Regions from separate parts of the Mus musculus genome. Here region 2 is linked to region 1. Evidence: chromatin contacts called from public HiChIP or PLAC-seq data. All regions are on one chromosome and are shown on one strand. Each heading gives the region's core, a stretch centred on a gene start, on an enhancer-like site or on the middle of the called end of the contact. The rest is flanking DNA. Distances are from core to core; before and after follow the strand shown. Region 1 holds the start of Birc3 (baculoviral IAP repeat-containing 3). Region 2 has its middle 41 kb from the start of Birc3.

What was found. HiChIP or PLAC-seq counts read pairs in DNA pulled down with a chosen protein or histone mark.
Region 2: a contact with region 1 is called in an H3K27ac HiChIP or PLAC-seq map of embryonic stem cells, with 48 read pairs. The contact joins the enhancer-like site here to the promoter of Birc3 in region 1. A contact is called at or near these places in 1 of 39 promoter capture datasets (erythroid cells), 1 of 15 datasets of contacts at CTCF or cohesin (CD8 T cells), 5 of 484 Hi-C or Micro-C datasets (all in embryonic stem cells), 5 of 115 datasets of contacts at active chromatin or transcription factors (embryonic forebrain, embryonic stem cells, intestinal crypt epithelium and 1 more) and 3 of 9 other capture datasets (adipose tissue, liver and pancreatic islet).

Annotation. Positions count from the first base shown.
Region 1 is chr9:7,871,204-7,874,820 of GRCm38.p6, forward strand. Birc3 (baculoviral IAP repeat-containing 3) reads right to left here and starts at 1,967. Exons shown (of 9, transcript NM_007464.3): 1 at 1,620-1,967.
Region 2 is chr9:7,912,229-7,915,845 of GRCm38.p6, forward strand. No RefSeq gene overlaps it. Among named protein-coding and RNA genes, the nearest start is that of Birc3, 41 kb to the left of the region's middle. Within about 2 kb of position 2,028, at least 158 of the 459 cell types and tissues checked have an H3K27ac peak or open chromatin away from gene starts, as enhancers often do. A contact at or near this core is called in embryonic stem cells, intestinal villus epithelium and liver, where this site is marked.

The DNA.
Region 1 (3,617 bases), core at 717-3,216:
TCTGGCAAGCCGGCAGAACATTTGTTTATGAACCACATTTCCACACAGACAGCCAGTCCGTGTGCCAGCACCTTTCCCTCTCCATACTCATAAAATAAAATTTGCTTCCTCTTAGGCCTGTTCTGATCCCTGCCCTAGTCCACATCAGTGTGTAGGAGCCCTCTTTCTTTCCAGTGGTTCCTTATAGATGAGCTTGGCACCCCAGTTTCTTCTCTGCTTACACTACCATGTCCAGTAGACCCAGAGACTATTGTGTGCCCCCACCCTCTGGAGCAATTAGCTGTGCCATCTTCCTCCCTCCACCTTGGACCATATCTCCTACAGAATAGGAAATAAGCTTTAACCTCTGTAGTAGCTGCAGCTACAGTGCCTAGCTGCTGTTGTGTGAGACACACAGCCCAGACTGACCTTGGACACCTGATCCTTCAGCCTCCACCTCCCAAGTGCTAAGATTACAGACCTGCACTACTAACCCCAGCAAACACTGGCATGGAAGAATTTCTTAGCACAGCTGGCTGTGCCCAGCATGTTCATGGCACTTTCATTTGTTAATTTCCCCCTATTACTGCTAACTTGACCTCGTGGCAATTTACTCCCATGCTCTGGAGTCTCACATCACAGGATTTCAAGAGAGTCAGTCCCTTTTCCACCAACAGTGTAATGTTGGGCAAGAAAACCACCAAGTGGCCAGACACGCCCCTAATCCCATTACCCTGGAGGCAGAGGTGGGTAGACGTCAGTGTTTCCTTGAGTTCAAAGCCAGCCTGTTTACTTATCCAGTTCCAGCCCAACCAGTGCTCCATAGTGAGACTAAGAAAAGCCACTCGTGCCTCAGTTTCCTAGGTGCGAAAAGGGGATAGTAATGGCACCTGCTTTTTACAACGGATGATCAGAACCTGGCTTGGGGCAGACAGAAACGACTCCAGAGATTTACCGGCTAGATTAAGAGCACTGCTGAGAAATTGAGTACAGTGACTCAGGCCTATAATCCCAGCACTGAAGGGGTTAAGGCAGGAGGATTTTTCCGAAGTTCAAAGCCCCAGTCAGCTATAGTGTGAAATGGTCTCTGACACACCCATCACTCCTTTAATCCAAGCACTTGGAAGGCAGAGGTAGGCAGATTTCTAAGTTCGAGGCCAGCCTGGTCTACAGAATGAGTTCCAGGACAGCCAGAGCTACACAGAGAAACCCTGTCTCGAAACACCCCCCCCCCCCCAAAAAAAAAGAAAGAGCTGTAGTGTTTTCCTGAGCTGGCCACCAAGAAAACAACCATGAGCTTTCCACAAGCTCATCCTTAGACGCCAGAGTTCTCACTGTGTCAAGTCTCCCAGATGCCTCCCGCAGCAGCCTAATTAAAATGCAACTTCTCGGCACCTACGCCTCACTCAGAAAGTCAGAGACCGGAAAAGACTCAGAAAGTCGAGCTCCCGCAAGCGGGGAGGGGGTGGGGGGAGGGGGGGCAGCCAGGGTCAGCGTGGCCAACCTGTAGGTCGCCCTCCCGCAGGACCACCGATGCATAGAAACGGGTTTTGCAGGTTCTCCTTCGGATCTAGTCACCCCGGTGATCCTCGAGCCACTACGGGGACCCTGGCTGGATCCCCACGCGCGCGCGTACTCACCGCAGCCCACTTCCTAGGCTCTGAACGCCAGCAATGACCTCTGATCTCCGGGGGTGGCACCCTCGCCTGGCCTGTGGGGTGTGGCTGGGTGGCGCGATACCTTTAAATCGTCCCCAGCTAGGCCTTAGCCACTGCCCCCACCCTGCCCGGCTCAGGGCTGCTCAGACCTGCGGTGCTTTCCTCCAGGGCTCCGGGGAACTCCAGGGTGAAAACCAGACGCACTTCCTCCTCACCCTTGGTGGCCACCCTGGCTGGGGATTTCCGTGGCTCTTCTGTGCGTGACTTCCTGGACCCAGCTCCTCTTCGTGTCATTTACTGAAAGTTTTTACTTGAAGGCTCTTGGCTCTTACAAAACATTGAAAACAGATGTGCAGCCTGTGAGTTCCGCCTTAAGAGGCCTATCCCCACCCCACCCTCACCGCGCTTCCCTCCTGCAGCCTCCAAGTCCTTCACTGTAAAAAAAGAGCCACAACTGTCCGGAATATAACTGCTAAGTTAAAAAAGTAAGACGTTAGGAGGAAAAAAACCCGAGTAACTCTGTAAAAGTCTCTGGTTTCACTTTTTGTTTTTATCAAGAAAGAGAGCTGAAAGGAACATTTGTTAAAAACAAACAAACAAACAAAACAAAACACGTATGGATCTCAATTTCAGGTTATTTTTATTATTTCAAAGATCAGAACTACAGCTGCGGGTAGCAGCAAATGCCTTTAATCCCAGCACTCAGAAGGCCGAGGCAGGAGGATCTCTGTGAGTTCCAGGCCAGCCTGGGCTACATAGTAAGACTTTGTTTTTTAAAAATGCTAGAACCACACTGATTCTTGTATTTGAAAGGTGTGATTGTGGGCCGGAGACGTGGCTAAGCAATTAAAAGTACTTGCTGCTCTGGTAGAGGACCAAGGTTCTGCTCCCAGCATTCACAAGATGGCTCACAGACATCTGTAACTCCAGTTCCAGGAGATCCATTGCGGCCTTCTGGCCTCTTCAGGCACTGCACCTGTATTCGCACAGGCGTGAGGCAAAACACCTGTACACATATTTAATATATAAATACGTTTTAAAAAATATTTTGAAAGGGTTAGAGAGATGGCTCAGCAGTTAAGAGCACTGACTGCTCTTCCAAAGGCCTGAGTTCAAATCCCAGCAACCACATGGCTTACAACCCTCTGTAATAAAATCTGACTCCCTCTGCTGGTGTGTCTGAAGATAGCTACAGTGCACTTACATATAATAATAAATCTTTAAAAATATGTTTTTTTAAAAGTCTGGGGTTTTTGTTTTGTTTTGTTTTTTTTGTCCTGATCTGTTTTAGTGGTTTTTTTTTTCTTGTATTTTTGTTTAGTTTTTCCTTGTCAAATTTTGTTTTATAAACAGGATGAATAAATCTAGAAAAACAAAATTCCTTCTTTTAGCTTTTTCTCTTTCAAGGGAAGGTGCTTAGCTATATCAATGTTCTTGTAAAAACTTGACTCTTGCCAGGCAGTGGTGATGCATGCCTTTAATCCCAGCACTCAGGAGGCAGAGGTAGATGGATATTTGTGAGTTCTAGGCTAGCCTGATCTACAGAGTGAGTTCCAGGACAGCCAGGCTACACAGAGAAACTTTGTCTGCTTTCCTCCATCTTCAGCCAATTAGCATCAGACTTAAGGAGACATAATCTAGCGGTGAGAAACCTGCCCTGGTCAATCTAGAGATAAAATGCCTTATTGTGGGCTCAGCTGAGAGGGACCACAGTTCCAACAGGAGCTCTAGTAGAAGAACTTCGTTTGTGATCATATAGAGATTTCCACCTACTTTCAAGCCTCTATCTGAGAGCAGAATCACACCTGTGAGAGCAACAGACTCCCTTGCAACATTTGCACAATTTTACTGTGGGCCTTTATTATTAGTAGCATTAGCATTAGCATTAGCATTAGTATTATTAAGCAAGTTGTAGAGCCAAGCCAGTGATGTGGAACTTGAGAAGCTGGAGCAGTGGACAGCCTCCAACTGAGCCTGGAA
Region 2 (3,617 bases), core at 778-3,277, 41 kb after region 1:
GGCCTTTCCTGTCTATCAAGTCTCTATCAAGACTAGCCAAGTGATTTCCAAAAGTGTGAGACAGTAGCCAACTTCTTGGTTTTCAGATGTTTGGTTCTGATCTTGCCTTTGACAACTTGGCTAAAGTTAAATTTGATTTTTGGCAACTACCCCACTGTCTTAGTTAGGGTTTTACTGCTGTGAACAGACATCGTGACCAAGGCAAGTCTTATAAAAAACAACATTTAATTGGGGTTGGCTTACAGATTCAGAGGTTCAGTCCATTACCATCAAGGTGGGAGCTTGGCAGTAACCAGGTAGGCATGGCTCAGGCAGAGCTGAGAGTTCTACATCTTCATCCAAAGACTGCTAGTGGAAGACTGACTTCCAGGCACCTAGGGTGAGGATCTTATGCCCACACCCACAGTGACACACCTACTCCAACCAGGTCACACCTATTCCAACAAGGCCACACCTCCAAATGGTGCCACTCCCTGGCCCAAGAATATACAAACCACACCCACTCTCTCTTTGAAAAAAATTCATTTCAATGCCTGGGACATCGGCTCCATAGTCAGTTAGTGTAAATGAGCTAAAAAATTGTATCACTTGTGTGTAAATTAGAGAAATTATTTTTTCTCATTCACTCTACAACAAAAGGTGCTAAAAACCCAACAAAGAGAACCAAGAAGATGGCTTAACCAGGAAAACATCATAATAGCATGAGCACATGAGTAAACAGTCAGGTTTAATGGTGTGTATCTGAAACTTCAGTGCTGGGGAGTGGGGACAGAGGCAGATCCCAGAGCTCTTTGGCCAGCTGGCCTTGCCAAATCTGAGCTTCAGGTTCCATGTACACATCTGCACTCACTGACCAATGGATTTAAATGGGAACAAAAGTATTAATTATTAGCTAATCCTGAAAACGGCTGTTTCAAAAGCAGCATGTGAGGGTGTATGGTGCATCATTGAAGTAAGAGCATCTCAACTCACCTATCATCTAACAGAATGCCCAGGAGAGGCCTAACTATGCTAGCTTGCTTAGGGCTTCTAATCCAAGCCAGCCTGCTAGTCCAGGCCTGTGGCAGCTTCCTACTGCAAAGTCTGATAACACTTCCCATGGCCTCCTAGCTTTCTGAGCCTAGGAACACGACAAGCTGAAGAGAGTGGGGGAAAAAAAGTCTACAAATGGGGTAGTTCAAGGAAGAAAGTATAAAGATTTTTGTTTATGCTAAGAACTAAGGTTTACTTTTGGATTTAACATCTTAAGGTTATAGAGGAGCCATTAAAGCCAAACTCAGTCCTCAATATAGGGGAGAACTGACCATCTCATTAGTATCTGAGAATTTAGAATTATATAGTCTTACCTCAAATTTTTCCATTTGCTTTTTGAGATGCCAGAGGAAGTCATGTGACTCTTAGGTAGTATGCTAATGACTGTTTTATTTAGTACGGGGTGGGGGCTGTGGGGGTGGGGGGAGGATATCACATTACTTTAAAAATGCCAGATTCCGGGCTATGTTTTTGTGGTTTTATAAAGTAGGTAGTAGTCTTAGTAGCTGGATCAGGCCTTGCATATCCATATGACATCTAAGCAGGGAGATCTCAAAAACCTTCCTTAAAATCAGACCCTCTAAGACCCTCAGAGACCTCTTTCTGCTTCAGAATAACAATCCACAGTAAACGGTATTTACCATGCTTGTTTGCAAGGAGACCCAAACACACACACACACACACACACACACACACACACACACACACACACGCGCGCGCGCGCGCGCGCGCGCGCGATTCAGGCAAGTGGGTGGTTCCTGTTTGCATTCCCAGCATTTGAATTGGGATTGTCATGACTCTGATACAATGTGAATTGTCTTAATGAAATGAAACAAGATAAAGCTCTATGGCCCACATGCTATTATTTAGGTAGGTCTTTGTTCACAATCAGGCCTTTTCCAACTTCATTGTCTTCTTGATTCTTCATGGAAGGGCTTCTGTGTCAATTTGAGAACGGATTAGGCACAGGTTGGGGCGCGGCCAGAGTTCCCGCACCCTCCCATCAGTCCTGCCAGTTGCTTCCTCTAGGTGTACTTGTCTGACTCCTTACTGGACAGTAAGCCTGTGTAGTTTTCTGGCTGTTCGATCCGCAATTTTGGAAACAAGTGGATCCTTTGAGCCAATTGTTGATTCTGGAAGTATGTGGAAAAAAATAAACTAGCACTAATAAGTACCTGGCAGGGCTATGCATAAAGACAAACTAGATTATTTTTTCAGTCATCAAACAGCTGCACAAGGTAAGGATCAAATTAACCTCATTCTATGCGCAAGGGACACAAAAGCGGAATTACAGAAGTCTCAGGTCATTACTATGCCCTTCCCATAGCCAGGAGGAGCTCTACCGAGCTGGCCAGACGACTGGGCTGCTGAGGCCCTGCGCATGCGTAGTGCACAGGATTCCCCACCCCCCCTTCCCCCGGCACTTCAGGATGCCCCGCCCATACAGAACAGGGCCGCAGAGCAGAGCCTCCCGCAGGAAGGATTGACACAGAAGTCTTGCCCAGGCATACGGGAAATGCTATGAGAAACCAGGAAACTAGTCACAGTAGCCAGGAGGCATGGCAAAAAGTCACCCATAAATCTGAGCATGACTGTTTCCTCTCTATAGATGCCAAGCTGACAGACCTAGGTGCTGGAAGTGACTTCTCACTTATGGCAGAGGATGACTGTAAAACTCTAACCTTCCAGGGCAAGTTTTTTTTTTTTTTTTTTTTCCCTAGAATATTCACATGAGGTTTATTGAGAGAAAGAAGGGCAAGGTGGCAGTAGAAAGAGAGGAGGGGGGAGAGAGATCAAGGGAACATTTCTTTATAAATGGATGGTGAAATAGTCACAGGTAAAGGTGGGAGGTGAGGCAAGTGAATTCTGGGAATATGGTGGCTGTTGCCTTGACAACAGGTGTGTGGGTTGCGCCTATGCGATGTCACGGGTTTCGGAGGTCCTTAGAACAACATACCTCCTTTTTATTATTATAAAGAGAAGGCCGGGCAGGAAAAACCAAAAAGAAAAAAAAGATAAAGAGAAGAAAAGAAAGGGGGGGGGATGAGGGCGTCGCGTCTCTTAAGCTGCTTCCTGATGTCTAGGGGCGTCGTCAATTTTGGGGTGTAGCTGACTTTCACCATCGGGATCCACTTGGTAAACATTCACATCAGGTTCCTCTGTGGACAGAGTATCTTCTGTAGGCAGCAGCTGGTAATCCTGTAATAAGAGCTGATTAATAGTTTGATTAGAATTTTTTTGTATTTGTTGTTGGAGGAATGTAGAAACAAGATTAATGAGGCAGGGAGTGGATAAAAACACCAGGAGGATGACTAGAAAAGGCATTACAAAAGGAAGGATCCACTCCCATAGACGGTTTTTTAAAATCCCAGAACTGGAGGTCTCAGGTTGCCTTAAGTTTTTTGTTTTTGTTTTTTGATTTTTTTTTTTTTGAGATTTATTTATTTAGTTTATGTGAGTACACCGTAGCTGTTTTCAGACACACCACAAGAGGGCATCTGATCCCATTACAGATGGTTGTGAGCCACCATGTGGTTGCTGGGAATTGAACTCAGGACCTCTGGAAGAGCAGTCAGTGCTCTTAA